Regions from separate parts of the Sus scrofa genome. Here region 2 is linked to region 1. The links are chromatin contacts, called in public Hi-C maps. All regions are on one chromosome and are shown on one strand. Each heading gives the region's core, a stretch centred on a gene start, on an enhancer-like site or on the middle of the called end of the contact. The rest is flanking DNA. Distances are from core to core; before and after follow the strand shown.

Region 1 (7,335 bases), core at 1,247-3,746:
TCCTGATTTTTTTCTCAGGGTTTTCAAGAGCTCCGTACTCTCCACACCACCATGAAAGATGCTTTCCTGCTCTCTCTGAACAGATGAGTGGCCTGCGTTCGGCTCTGATCCAGTGAACGCAAACAGATTCCTCCCAATACAATGTGGTCAGTCGCCAGGCAGTACTTTGGCAACATAAGACGCACTGGCCATTTCAAATTTTTGGTCATTGTCTTCACTCTCATTTCTTAAGAACACCACCTCAAAAACTGCACTCCCTGTGTTTTGTTAAAAAATAAACCCAAAAGCTGCCATGCGGTAACAAGGATGCCTTCCTACGCATCACCTCACAAAACCAACCAAAATCAAGACCCAACCGGGACAGTGGATTCCAATACGTATTACTTTCTCTGGTGGATTCTATTGCACGCTGGCTTCAAGCACCTGTTTGCTCCCCGCCCCCGACACCTGAATGGGTTCGTAAATTCATAGTTAAGAATTACTGCGTAGCCTTAGACCACACCGAGTCTCCATTGCTTTCTCATTCTCGGGTTCCAACACAACTGAAGACTTGCCAGAGGCATGTATGCTGCGCTCTGCTCTACCCGCCAAGGGTTCAGATTCAGCCTCTGGTGCCCAAACACGTGAACTGCTTTGCAGTTCCATCAGCAAATCAATCGTCTGCTCTGCTGGCTGTCAAATGCAAAGCATCACCCACGTCAGATCATCCGCCAGAGGAGCTGTGCGCTGTGGATTTTATCACCTCTAACGCCACAGCTGGGCTGAGCCAGATGTTCCACCGGGAGCCAGAAAAGAGAGCGTCTGAATAAACATCCAAACACAAGTGATCTGGAAAACAGCCATTATTTTGCCTGTTCAGTTTAGTCCCCTGCCTTAACTATTTCAGCTGCTTTAATTCTTTACATGGCAGATCTGAAGATATGAAATAGAGCAGTTAGTTTTGGGGTTTTTTTGGTTTTTTGTTTTTTTTTTTTAACAAATCTATAGACTCTCATTCCTTTCATGGCTGGATGTCTCCCACATATTCTGTCTTGGAAAACCTTAACTCCGCGGAAGCACTTCTTGGCATTCTTTTGTAAATCCCTTGGGTCAGGCCATCTTTTTTTTTTTTTTTCTTAATACCAGGATCGACTAGTCTCGACTCACATGAATTATTCGATCACAGATTATCTCGTCTTTTGCCACTGAGGTATGTGGCCACTTGAGGCTACTGACACCCCCCCACACACACCGACCACCAGATCAGCTTTGTTGGTTTAAGTGTGTCCAACTGCTGAAGTGGCAATGGCCGAAAGAACATTTTTCTAGGCCTCAAGACAAGAACCTCTTGAGGGTTAAGGTGCTGAGCTAGCAGTCTAATGGAGGGCTCTACCACAATTAGCCAACCTTTGAGCCAAACCATAGGAATGGACATCTAATGGACATAGAACACCACACACTACAGCTACTTCTAGCCTTTGAGTCACGAGGATTCCTGAGAAGCTGAGGTTTTAATGAGTGAGATTTATCAGGAGTGAGGTATCAAAGGGGTATTATTCTCTGGAGGGCCAATGGGTGCTTAACATCTAGAAAGTATACCTTGGCACAGTGTTATCTGATTTCTTGAATTTTTTTTTTTCTGGGAAGTAGCACCTTAACACCGGCTCATCTGTCTAAAAGCGAGAACAGAGCCTACAAGAAACACAATGGCAAACTCAGACACCCTCCGTATACCCGCTGCCCTATGAAATGCGACCAAACCTTTCGCGGTCATCGAATACCAGAAATGCTACCCTTTCCTGTTTTGCAAACTTTAGTTGGACAGCTGATAAGAGAAAGATAGGTAATGAACCAGAAGTACACACGTAAGAACTTTGCTACACAATACACAGGGTAGTCAGGCAGACGGCCTCAGAGTGTGTGAGGGAATCAGTGGCACAGGATGGACAAGAGATGTGAAGTTACTGAGGCATGACTATAATATAAGATAACCTAGGGAGGGCTTTTTTTTTTTTTTTGTCTTTTTCATTAAAATGCTAGAGTGATATACTTAAAAGGAGAGAGTCTGGTGACTGCCTTTTTAAAGATAAATATCAAAATAAGCTTTGGCTCACCAGTTCTGGGCAGTAAAAGAATTTCAGATTTTTGGAGAGATAAGAACTAGGGGTTAACAACCAAAAAAAAAAAAAAAACAAAACAAAACAAAATGCTGAGTCTCAGAGATCAGCAACTTTTAAAATGAGGTATGCAGGGGGTGGGAGAGGATAGGCCAAGGGACTGGTGATTCTCGGCCAGAAGGAAGGTGGGGAGGGCCGGGGACAGATTCACAAAACGGGAAAGGCTCAATGCTCCCCACTAGGGTTGGAGTCTCACTGCTGTGGGTAGCAGCGTGGAAAGGGCGGTGCGGTGGCAGCTACTTGAGCTCCAGGGCAAAGCAAATGGTCCTCTGGTCCAGGGGCCGTTAAGATTGTGGAGGCTTGGTTGACAATTTAACTAGCCCTGGGCAGGGGGGGAAGGGGTTGTTTTGTGTAACAGGAAATCATTAACCAGGCAGAGCGCTCAACCCCAAAGAGGGGACTCAGGACTGAGGCGGGGGAAAGGGAGAAGAGAGGAGGGGGAACGAACGACTGCATGTGGGCAAACCTGTAGAAGATGAAACCAGAGTCGGAATGATGGCGGTGGCTCTGTAATGCCACCAGCTGTCCCTAGTGCGTGATGTCCTCTACTGCAGTCAAGGTGGTGGGAAATTGAGACAGGCACCTTTTCGAGTGGATTGCAAGCACCTTTGGTGTCACCAGGCCTTGTCCACACCCCTGGGTCTGAGGACGGGTTAGGATTAGGAATAGGGTTGTATTAAGAATTCCAAGGAGCCTCAAGGGAGTCACAGCTGCCTATCCTGTTCCGATGCCTTGAATGTATTTGCAAGTACCTCAAAGCCTAAATTCACGATCGCGGGGACAACACTGGCCTGTTAGACGTACTTAACACTGGGAGGCGGCATGGGTGCCCAGTTATCCTAGTACTGGTGGTTGTTACGAAGGAATGCATGAGAACGCAGACACAGCTCGGAATCGTCCCAGCTTTACCAGTATGCAGTCTCGACGTGGTTCCCTTTACGAGTCTTACATACTCCAGAAGCCGAGAGCACCATCACTCGTGGAGGTGGCATCTGGATGAGCGGATCGGTGGGGACCTCACCAAAATGTGAAATTCCTAGTCGGTGACTTTGCTTAGAACTTGACTAATCATTCATTTCAAGGAAGCTGGAGAAATCGTTTCCTTGCTACTAAGACATTCATGGCCAAGTCCTTGTCTATGAGCTAACCAATCTGGAAAATTACCCTTTTTGTCAGACAAGGAGAAAATTCTATAACTTGTTGTGCACTTCAAAAGAGTACCAGGAACAAGCAAGCTATAAAAGTCAACCTCTCTAAATTCATTTAGAGGAGATTAACCAAAGCAGCATTGTCTTATAATCAGATATTAAAATTAACATACACACACATAAACTAATAATGCTAAATATTGTAACAGGAATAGGATTAACATTTGAACTGAATTCACAGTCTGGAAAATACCATTACTATTTTCCTTCTGGCTTTCCTTTCTGTGGTTGGAAAAAGCAAAGCCCCTTAGTTTACACTTCATCTTCCACCAATGACAGTCAGAGTCCCCAAAAGTGACTTTTTCATGAGTTTCCTGCAGGCTATAGGTCAGGACGGCTGGAATTTTTCTTGCATAGTTTTCAGTGATTGCATATTGGCTAACGATTATGTTTTAAATTAAAAAAAAATCTTTAAAAAAAAAGAAAAAGAATTAAAACCATAGCAATCTTGTTCACGCTTTCATGAAATCCTCCTAATGCAATATCACAGAAGCCTTACTGAATTTTCTCCTAAAGAGAAGATTAATTTCCAGAGATTATGTAGTGCAACTGGTTAACTTGTAGGAAAGAGACAACACACTAATATAACTTCACCATCCAAATGTGGGAAATGTGGTTTGAGTACCCAGTTAATAAAATATATCCATGGTCTGCACTGTCCTTCCTGTTTTATATCCAGTAACAACCCTGTGATTCTAGTTGAAGAGAATGGAATCGGGATCTTGGTTGGCCATCTGTGCTATGTGCTTCAGCACATCCTTTTTGGTAATGATTCCAAGCAATCGCCTAAAAGACAAAACAAGACAATGAAACACACATCAGTCTGTAGTTAACACAATGTCCTCAAAGGTGAACCTTTTCCTTCTCAGGCTTTTTCCCACTTTGTCTTTGAACACTATCTGCCCTGAGAGAATGAGGTGATAATGGGACTAGGTTACATGTACCCGGCAAATGGGACAATGCGTGGGTCCCTAAGCAAGCTCTACGCATTTCTACCTCTAGGGCTTATATCCTGCTATTTCCTGTGGTTTAAACATTCTTCTCGGAGTGGCCATTGGGGTGCAGCAGCAACGAATCCAACTAGGATCGAGGAGGATGCGGGTGCGATCCCTGGCCTTGCTCCGTGGGTTAAGGATCCGATGTTGCAGGAAGCTGTGGGGTAGGTCACAGACGCGGCTCAGATCTGGCTCAGATCTGTGGCTGTGGTGTAGGCCGGCAGCTGTAGGTCTGATTTGACCCCTAGCCTGGGAACTTTCATATGCGGCAGGTACAGCCCTAAAAAAAAAAAAAAGTGCAAAAAAAAAATCATTCTCTACATGTATGAATCTCACCTTTTGCAAGCCAGTTCACATGTCCCTCTTCTAGAACGCCTTCCTTGATCCTATGAGCTGGCAATAACTGTGCCCTCCTCCTAGGAACAGCATGTTCTGGGCACACTTCTTCCGTAGCACTTGTCCTGTTTGCTGTTGTACTATAAGCACCTGGGTGTGTTCGGCTTCCCTATAACACACTACACACTCCTTGAGGGCAGAGAAGGGTCTCATTCACTTTTGCCTCTCCCCGGAATCTAGTGGAATACCTTCGTACATGAAGTACAGATTCGGGAAAGGTTGAAGGAATCAGTTAGAAAAAGTCCCCCTACTGGTTTCAATCCTGCAAGACATCTGTTACACTATCCAGAAATTTTTGAGGGTGAAATTCTTATATAATTGCTGGATTAACATACCATGTTCACACACACACACACACACACACACACACACACACGCACGTCCCCCTTCACCTCAACTTCCTTTGCTTTCCAATGAAAAGAGCAGGGCTTTCTTGACTGGATAAGAAATATCCTGGAAAGGAGTTCCCATTGTGGCTCAAGGGTTAACAAACCTGACTAGGGTCCATGAGGATGCGGGTTCGATCCCTGGCCTTGCTCCGTGGGTGAAGGATCCGGCGTTGCCATGAGCTGTGGTACAGGTCACAAATGTGGCTCAGATCCCGCGCTGCTGTGGCTGTGGTGAAGGCCGGTGGCTACAGCTCCGATTCGACCCTTAGCCTGGGAACCTCCATATGCCGCGGAAGTGGCCCTAAAAAAAAAAAAGACCAAAAAACGAACGAACGAATGAATGAACGAACGAACGAAAGAAAGAAAGAAAAGAAATACCCTGGAAAGAAAGAGCCTCAGCCTTGGGAGTCAGAAGACTTATATTTAAAGCCTACGTCTACTAGATGGTAACAGGGGGGTCCTTGCATATATAATCTTTAAACCTCACTGGAACTTGGATTTCTTACCCTCAAATATAATAACAAAGGTACCATAAGGACCAAATACTGTACACATCCTACTGAATCCAATGATTTCAGTGCTGCCTGTTTCTAAGAACAGACTTGTTTCCTTCGCAGGGGAGGAACGGAGTTATTGGCAACGTGCGGCCAGCAGTTCACGTCTCTCAAACCCACTATCTTCCCCAACACCCTTTCCTATGAATCCTGACAGTGAAAGATACATCTGCCTTCATCGCAGAGCTTCCGAAAGGTCTAGACATGCTGCTGATGTTCCTGGACATTCCTGAGCTCTTTCTTTCTCTCTCTACATTCTCTTCTCTCCCCATATCCAACTAGCTTTGCACCAAAGAGCTCTCACCCATTGTGCGTAACCAGGCACTGGCGCAGGCCCAGCTTGCGGAAGATATCCACCACGATCTCCATGGGTGTCAGGTCGGTCACAGTGAAGGGGCTGAGGTCCAGGATGTTCCGAAGCTTGAGGGTAGGCGGCGTGTATGGGGGCATTGGAGGAGAATGCTCGGTGAAATAAATGATGGACGTGCTCACAACTCCATCCTGTTTTTTTCGGGCATTTTCTAGTTGAAAAGTCGGGGCGGGGGTGCAAAAAAAAGGTTGAAAAAGGAAGGACTGTTTCTAACCTTCTGGCCCCTAACTAGTCCCTCTCCCTCGTTATATATATATATATATATATATATATATATATATATGACAATGTAAATATGTTAGTTTCAAGTGTACAGCAAAATGATTATATATTACATGATATATGATATATCATAGATAGACGGATAGATAGATAGATATCCTTTTTCAGATTCTTTTCCATTATAAGTTATTATAATATGTTGGGTATAGTCCCCTATGCTATACAGTGGGTCTTTGTTGTTTGCCTATTTTGTATATAGTAGCGTATATACGGTAATCCCAAACTCCTAATTATCCCTCCCCGCAATGCATATTTATTTCTTTCCATAGTGGACTCCCTCAGGCCCTTTCTGAAATCCTTACCAATTGAAATAATGAGATCTCTTCGGAGGACAAAACCCACAAGTCTTTGGGACTCCCGCGATACCACCACTGGGAAGCCACTGTAAGTGGTTTCACTGATAATGGTCTCTACATCTTCCACGGTCATACTGTCCTGAGTGAGTACAGTCAACGAAGGATCGTTTCTCCGGGGTTTCATCACGTCCATTGCCAGGGTCTTATGAGCAAACTCTTCTTTGGCTTCAAGAAAGGGGTATCCATTGAGACGAATGTGGGCATCATAGATGCCCTCCCGCCCGAGAGCGTCTGCCACCCACTTGCTTGTCATGGCTGCTGCCATCAGAGGCACAATGTATTCCAGGCCACCAGTCAGTTCAAACATTATGACAACAAGAGAAACAGTCATCCGAGTCACCCCACCTGCACAAAAACAATTTAAAACATCAGACACAGACTACATTCCAAAGGCAGGCGAGCAGAGGAGTCACTGCAGGTATGAGCCTATCCTAGGCCCCAACCAGAAAATGTCAGTTATCAGGAACGTCACTAGGGAGTTCCCATCGTGGCTCAGTGGTTAACAATTCTGACTAGGAACCATGAGGTTGCGGGTTCGATCCCTGGCCGCGCTCAGTGGGTTAAGGATCCAGCATTGCCGTGAGCCGTAGTGTAGGTCGCAGATGCAGCTCAGGTTTGGCGTTGCTGTG
Region 2 (7,496 bases), core at 78-2,577, 93 kb before region 1:
TGTTAGGGTCCGAGTTGGACTGTCACTGCTTTCCTTGAACCTGTTACCTGTCTTTAGGATGGGGCTATTAAGAACACGGATCAATAAATATACACAAACTTGCAGGTTTTAGGATGGGGAGTGATTCTAGCAGGGAGGACGCAGCAGTTTCCCTTTGACCTGGAGGACTGCCTCCTCAAAAAAAAACAAAACAAACAAACAAACAAAAAAAAACCAAAAAAAACCAAAACTGGCTTGGGGCTGGGGGTGGAGCGTATGCTGTGTGCAAACACGTTTTTCCAAGCAGCTGCGACCTCCTAGTGGCCACATGGACTCATTACCCCCATGGTCATCTTGATTTGAAAGTGACAGGCACAGAAGGTCTAAGCCTGATATCCCCAAGGGGGCCCTGACACCACAAAGCCGAAGACTAGTCTTTATCCTATTTCCAGGATAGTCTTCATCCTATTTAAGGGTAGTCTTTATCCTATTTGAGGGTAGGCTGCATCTTATCTTAATGATCCTTAAATCTGTGTGTTGGGGGAGGTGGGAACTGCCCACAAGGGCTGTGAGGGAACCCGAGAGGTTTCGTGCTTCCAGATCTCCTTCCTCTCCTCCACGGTCTTTGCTGAAAACTGTCATTCGCGGATAAGGATACTATTTGGAAAGGAGTTCCCGCTGGTTGTGTCACAGCGGAAACGAATCCGACTAGGAACCCTGAGGTCGAGGGTTCGATCCCTGGCCTCGCTCCGTGGGTGGAGGCTCAGGCGTTACCATGAGCTGTGGTGTAGGTCGCAGACGTGGCTCGGATCCCATGTTGCTGTGGCTGTGGCGTCAGCTGGCAGCTGTAGCTCCGATTGGACCCCTAGCCTGGGAACCTCCAAATGCCGTGGGTGGCCCTAAAAAGACAAAAAAAAAAAAATACTATCTGGAGGGAGGAATCAAAACTCGGTCACCAGTGCGTACCATAATAAGTACTTTCTGTGACGTAGGAAACCAACTTGTTGGTTTGACGGGGTGGGGGGTGGAAACCCAGTTAACAGCTGAGTTCCCTCAGCCACATCTCCAGCTCTGACACAGGATATACTGATATATTTATATACATAGGTCTGAGGCAAAAAGCTCTTTTACTACCTAGAAAAAATAAGTTGTACCTTTGACACGCTACAGAAGGATTGGAACAAATGCTGTATGTTGGAGAGGCGCTCCCCACCAATCGGAAAAGAAAAAAACAAAAAAGAAAAGAAAACAAAGCAAAATCCGGAAAAGGGGAAGAGAAGGGCTTGGGGCGCGGAGGGCGGGGGCGGGGGGGAGACTAACCGCGTCAGAATAATCGCCTCAGCCTTAAAACATCTCAGCAAAACCGCCTTGAGAAACAAACAGGCTCAGGAAACCAATCTCCCGGCCACCGGCGGACCCCACCAGTCTCACCAGCAGGGGGAGGTAATGGATCAGCACTTTGTTCAGTCAGACCCCAAACCACCAGATGGGGCCAAAAGATCAGAGTAGGTACCCTTTGCCCTGCTCAGGGAGTTTCTCTTCCGCCTCTTCGGGACGAGAAGAAAGGAAAAACCCTCACTCACCTCTGCGCGCTCCCCACACAGACACCCACCCCCCAAGAGGATGGTAGCGACGAGTGCCTGATCGAGCCAGACCTCCCGCCAAATGGCCTCTGCTCCAGCCACCCATTCATAAAATCCGGATGGAAATAATACCCATTTCAGAAGGTTGCGTGAAACTGAAACGAGGATGCATGTAAAATACAATACCGAGCAAATTTTCAGGCCCCATGACAGACCTGCAGAATTAAAAACTCTGGGATGGGGTCCAACTAGCTGTTGTGTGGTTTGTTTAAGACTTTATTTGCATGTATTGGTTTATAATTCAGGAAAAACCAAAAAAAGAAGAGCTATACAGGACAAGGTATGCGGTGGGGGTAGATGTGTGCAGATCTTTCATGCCTTTTTCAGGTACATTACCCTCTTGATCCTGGAAGCTCCACCACTGTTTCCACAAGTCCCCCCTCCACCCCCTCCAACACCCCTCCCCCGTGATTCTGATGTATGCTAGCTAGTGTGAGCATTATTGTTCTAAGAAGAAGGCTGCCCACTCAAATAGCTAACCAAGTTTTTTGTCATTATTACAGATTCCAAGACTTATGTGGCTGCTGACTTGCTTCCTGCCTGAAATTCCAAAACCATCATTTGATTCTTGAGCCCGCGCTGTGTGCCCACCATTGTGGCAGATACAATGAGAAAGAATCAGAGACCCTGCCCTCCAGGCTTTCATTGTAGGTGATCCAGAAATAGGGAAAGTTAATTAACTCTACAAGGCCAGATCTAGTAAATGTCAGATGAATTATACAGACAATAAACAAATGTTCTAGAAAATCAGAGAGGGGGAAATTCACAATTATAAGAGGAAGGAGACTGACCAGAAATGGCCACTGTCAAGCCAAGCCCACCCTTCAAAAATAGCTGTAAGTCATTTTCTACAAGGCAATAGAACAGATCTTAGCTGCCTAATTAAGCCCCTACCTAAAAAGGAAACTCGAACATAAGAGTCTGCTTTCCTTTAACAGCTGCCCTCTGAAATTTAAAAATGAGAATGTTTATAGCTTTTCAAAAGTCTTTTATTTTCTCCCTCCACGGCTTCAGTCACTCAAAGGAAAAGACAGACATAAATACTTGACAGAAGTAATTATGCAACACCATTGCTGAGATGTTCAGAATAGCTATCCAATTTTTCACTGTAGTATGGTTACATGAAGTTGCTCTAAATGACATTGTGCATTCTCATGGCTGGAAAACAGTTCAGGAGAAAAAGAAGTAGAGTTTTCATTTGTACGGGTCCACAGTAAATAATGTCTGATAATCATTAGCATCACAGCCCATTTTCCAAATGGTCACAGTGTCATCACATAAATGAAATTAGGTAGGCTAAATCTGAGTCTAGGAGATCCTTAGTGGAACTAACAGGCAGATAGTGATTTCATGAAGGGTGATCGTTCGGCTCATTTAAATTTAATTTTGCCATTGTTCATAATAATTACATTACAGACACAGGCCTCATTTTTACTATCTTAATAGCTCTTTCAAACCAAACGCAACCTGGAGTTCCCATTGGGGCGCAGTGGTTAACGAATCTGACTAGGAACCATGAGGTTGCAGGTTCGATCCCCGGCCTAGCTCAGTGGGTTAAGGATCTGGCATTGCCGTGAGCTCTGGTGTAGGTCGCAGACACGGCTTGGATCCTGTGTTGCTGTGGCTCTGGCATGGGCTGGCGGCTACAGCTCTGATGTGACCCCTAGCCTGGGAACCTTCATATGCCATGGGAAGCTGCCCCAGAAAAGGCAAAAAGAGAAAACAAAAACAAAAAACAAATGCAAACTGAAGACATATTTAAAGTGTTGACATATAATTATTCACAAGTTTGTGTGGAAGAGACGATGCTTAGGTGGAATCAACAAGGTTAGAAAACAGAAAATATTGGTTGTGGGGGGGAATAATGACCAAAGTTTCTGTTTAATATTTCTATATTTGGCTCTCAAAGACTAACCTAAGTGCATACTACTTCACACATATTCATGCACTAACATGGAATATTCCTTCTTTTGACTCTCTGAATATCCCTTTCCCCCCCTTCTGTCCCCACCTCTAGTCAGTATAGGTCAGTCTGAGACCCTCAGCAACTTGAGAGAAAGAAGAGGCAGCAGTTACACGGTAACCTATGACAAACCCTGCTTACATTTCATTATTGGTTTCCCAACCCACCCAAATGCTGCTCTTGTTTGCTCCTGGTTAGCCTCCAAGATGACAGGATTGGGGTGCAAAGGGACAAACCTCTAATCATCCATAATAGTTCCCTCTTTGTCAGTTAGGAGAAGTGGTAAGACATTTTCCAGGCCAGAGCCATATTTGTTCCCTTCCGGGCTGGGAGATATAGATGGGTTTTGGTTTTTTGGTGGTTGTTGCTATGTGTTTGCTTTTATCTTAGGGATATACATTCTTGTGATTGAAGAATAAATAAACATTTTCTTTCTTTGCTTCTTATTCCACAGACATGGGCCAGACACAGGAGCTCCAACTTTGTCTTTAATCATCAAAATTCCCCTTGACAAAAGGGCGGTATAGGAAAAACAGGTCCTATGTTATACATTCTAACTCATCGTCATTGACAAAGACTCTCTCCCTGACCAAAACTTATTTTTTAATAAAATTTGTATATATTTAAGCTGTACCACATGATGATTTGATATAGTCAGGCTCCTCTGAGTTGTCTTCTCAACTAGTCCTCAACCTTGGCCTTTTAAGAACTATAGCTTTCAGCACAAACAATTTCATCCACTCCCTACGTTAAGGGACTTGAACAAACACCAGCATAGTTTCTATCACTTCAAGGCCATGTCCCTAGAATGATGACCCCAGCCTCTTTGTAATGCCTGCTTGAGAAAGTTCAAAAGTGCCACAAAAAAAAAATTTACTTTTTATTCTAGCCAAAACCCGACGATAGACCTCTGGCCTCCCCTTTCTCAGAACATTTATTTCAGAAAACTTGTGTCTGTAAATACTTTCTCTGTCCTTTCGAGTTGTATATTCTACAATCCGGAAATATCTTTCTCAAGGACCTGGGAGTCATCCCTTTGAAATGTAATCATCAAAAAAGATAGGGTCCCTGTCTCCCAGTCCTTTTAGAGGCTTTTGATAAGTCCCATTTGACAAACACAGATGCTGGATCACATTGATCAACTTCCTATCCCACAAATTTCCCTCAGCACTTTCCCTTTAGCACTCTCCAGCATTTAAAAACCCTTCTGAAATGGACAACTTTCTAGAGACGTACAGTCTGCCAAAACTGAATCAAGAAGAAATAGATCAGCTGAACAGACCAATCACTAGAAATGAAATTGAATATGTAATAAAAGCATTGCCTACATACAAAAGTCCAGGATCAGATGGCTTTACAGGCAAATTCTACCAAACACACAAAGAGGAACTTATACCCATCCTCCTTAAATTTTCCAAAACGTTGAAGAAGAAGGAACACTCCCAAAGACATTCTATGAAGCCACCATCACTGTAATACCAAAACCAAAGATACTAGCAAAAAAGAAAATTATAGGCCAATGTCTTTGATGAATATAGAAGCAAAAATTCTCAACAAAATTTTAGCCAACCAAATCCAACAATAAATAAAAAAGATCATACACCATGACCAAGTGGGATTCATCCCAGGTTCACAAGGATGGTTCAACATATGCAAATCAATCAATGTCATACACTACATTAACAAAACAAAAGTCAAAAACCATATGATTATCTCAATAGATGCAGAAAAAGCATTTGACAAAGTCCAACAGCCATTCATGATAAAAACTCTTACCAAAGTGGGTATAGAAGGAACATACCTTAACATAATAAAAGCCATTTATGACAAACCCACAGCCAATATAATACTCAATGGAGAAAAACTGAAAGCCTTCCCACTAAAATCTGGAACAAGACAAGGATGCCCACTCTCACCACTGTTATTCAACATAGTACTGGAAGTCCTAGCCACAGCAATCAGACAAACCAAAGAAATAAAAGGCATCCAAACTGGAAGAGAAGACATAAAATTGTCACTGTATGGAGATGACATGGCACTATATATAGAAAACCCTAAGGACTCCACACAAAAACTTCTCAAACTGATCAATAAATTCAGAAAAGTAGCAGGATACAAGATTAACATTCAGAAATCAGTCACATTTCTGTATACTAACAATGAAATATTAGAAAAGGAATATAAAAATATAATACCTTTTAAAATCACACCCCCCAAAATTAAATACATAGGAAAAAACCTGACCAAGGAGGTGAAAGACTTGTATGCTGAGAACTATAAAACATTAATTAAGGAAATTAAAGATGATTCAAAGAAATGGAAAGATATTCCATGTTCCTGGGTTGGAAAAATTAATATTGTAAAAATGGCCATACTCCCCAAAGAAATCTACAGATTCAATGCAAACCCCATCAAATTACCCATGACATTTTTCACAGAACTAGAACAAACAATCCAAAAATTTATATGGAACCACAAAGGACTCAGAATTGCCAAGCAATCCTGAGGATCAAAAACCAAGCGGGAGGCATAACTATCCCAGACTTCAGGCAATATTATAAAGCCACAGTCATCAAGACAGTGTAGTACTGCTACCAAAACAGACATACAGACCAATGGAACAGAATAGAAAACCCAGAAATAAACCCAGACACCTATGGTCAATTAATGTTTGACAAAGGAGGTGAGAACATAAAATGGGAAAAAGACAGTCTTTTCAGCAAGAATTGCTGGGAAACCTGGACAGCTGCACGCAAATCAATGAAACTAGAACCCACCCTCACACCATGCACGAAAATATACTCAAAATGGCTTAAAGACATAAACGTAAGACAAGATACCATCCAACTCCTAGAAGAGAACATAGGCAAAACTTTCTCTGACATCAACCTTACAAATGTTTTCTCAAGTCAGACTCCCAAGGCAACAGAAATAAAAGCAAAAATAAACCAATGGGACCTAATCAAACTGACAAGCTTTTGCACAGCAAAGGAAACCATAAAAAAAAAAGACAACCCACAGAATGGGAGAAAATAGTTTCAAATGATGCAATTGATAGGGGCTTAATCTCTAAAACATACAAACAACTTATACATACAACTCAACAGCAAAAAAAAGCAACAACCCAATTGAAAAATGGGCAGGAGACCTGAATAGACATTTCTATGAAGAAGATATACAGATGGCCAACAGGCACATGAAAAAATGCTCAACATTACTGATTATTAGGGAAATGCAAATCAAAACTACCATGAGATACCACCTCACACCAGTCGGAATGGCCATCATTAATAAGTCCACAAATAACACATGCTGTAGGACGTATGGAGAAAAGGGAACCTTCCTACACTGTTGGTAGGAATGTAAACTGGTACAACCACTGTGGAAAGCAGTATGGAGGTACCTTAGAAAACTATACATAGAACACTACCATATGACCCAGCAATCCCACTCTTGGGCATATATCCAGATAAAACTTTCCTTGAAAAAGACACATGCACCCATATGTTCATTGAAGCACTATTCACAATAGCCAAGACATGGAAACAACCTAAATGTCCATTGACAGATGAATGGATTAAGAATACATGGTAAAAAAAAAAAAACAAAAAAACAAAAAAAATGGAATACTACTCAGCCATAAAAAAGAACAAAATAATGCCATTTGCAGCAACATGGATGAAACTAGAGACTCTCATACTAAGTGAAGTAAGTCAGCAAGAGAAAGACAAATACCATATGATATCATTTATATCTGGAATCTAATATATGGCACAAATAAATCTTTCCACAGGAAAGAAACTCATGGACTTGGAGAACAGACTTGTGGTTGCCAAGGGAGGGGGAGGGAGTGGGATGGACTGGGAATCTGGGGTTAATAGATGCAAACTATTGCTTTTGGAATGGATAAG

The links. Hi-C and Micro-C count contacts between places; a contact is called where the count stands out from the background.
Region 2: a contact with region 1 is called in a Hi-C map of fetal liver, with 1.8 times the contacts expected there. The contact joins two enhancer-like sites. A contact is called at or near these places in 1 of 5 promoter capture datasets (liver), 17 of 47 Hi-C or Micro-C datasets (alveolar macrophages, brain, embryonic fibroblasts and 11 more) and 1 of 2 datasets of contacts at active chromatin or transcription factors (skeletal muscle).

The regions. Positions count from the first base shown.
Region 1 is chrX:43,806,197-43,813,531 of Sscrofa11.1, reverse strand. It overlaps CLCN5 (chloride voltage-gated channel 5), which reads right to left. Exons shown (of 11, transcript NM_214139.1): 9 at 6,653-7,051; 10 at 6,003-6,219; 11 at 4,060-4,150. The coding sequence ends at 4,060. Among named protein-coding and RNA genes, the nearest start is that of CLCN5, 31 kb to the right of the region's middle. Within about 2 kb of position 2,496, at least 2 of the 83 cell types and tissues checked have an H3K27ac peak or open chromatin away from gene starts, as enhancers often do. A contact at or near this core is called in fetal liver, where this site is marked.
Region 2 is chrX:43,897,657-43,905,152 of Sscrofa11.1, reverse strand. No RefSeq gene overlaps it. Among named protein-coding and RNA genes, the nearest start is that of AKAP4, 6.3 kb to the right of the region's middle. Within about 2 kb of position 1,327, at least 24 of the 83 cell types and tissues checked have an H3K27ac peak or open chromatin away from gene starts, as enhancers often do. A contact at or near this core is called in fetal liver, where this site is marked.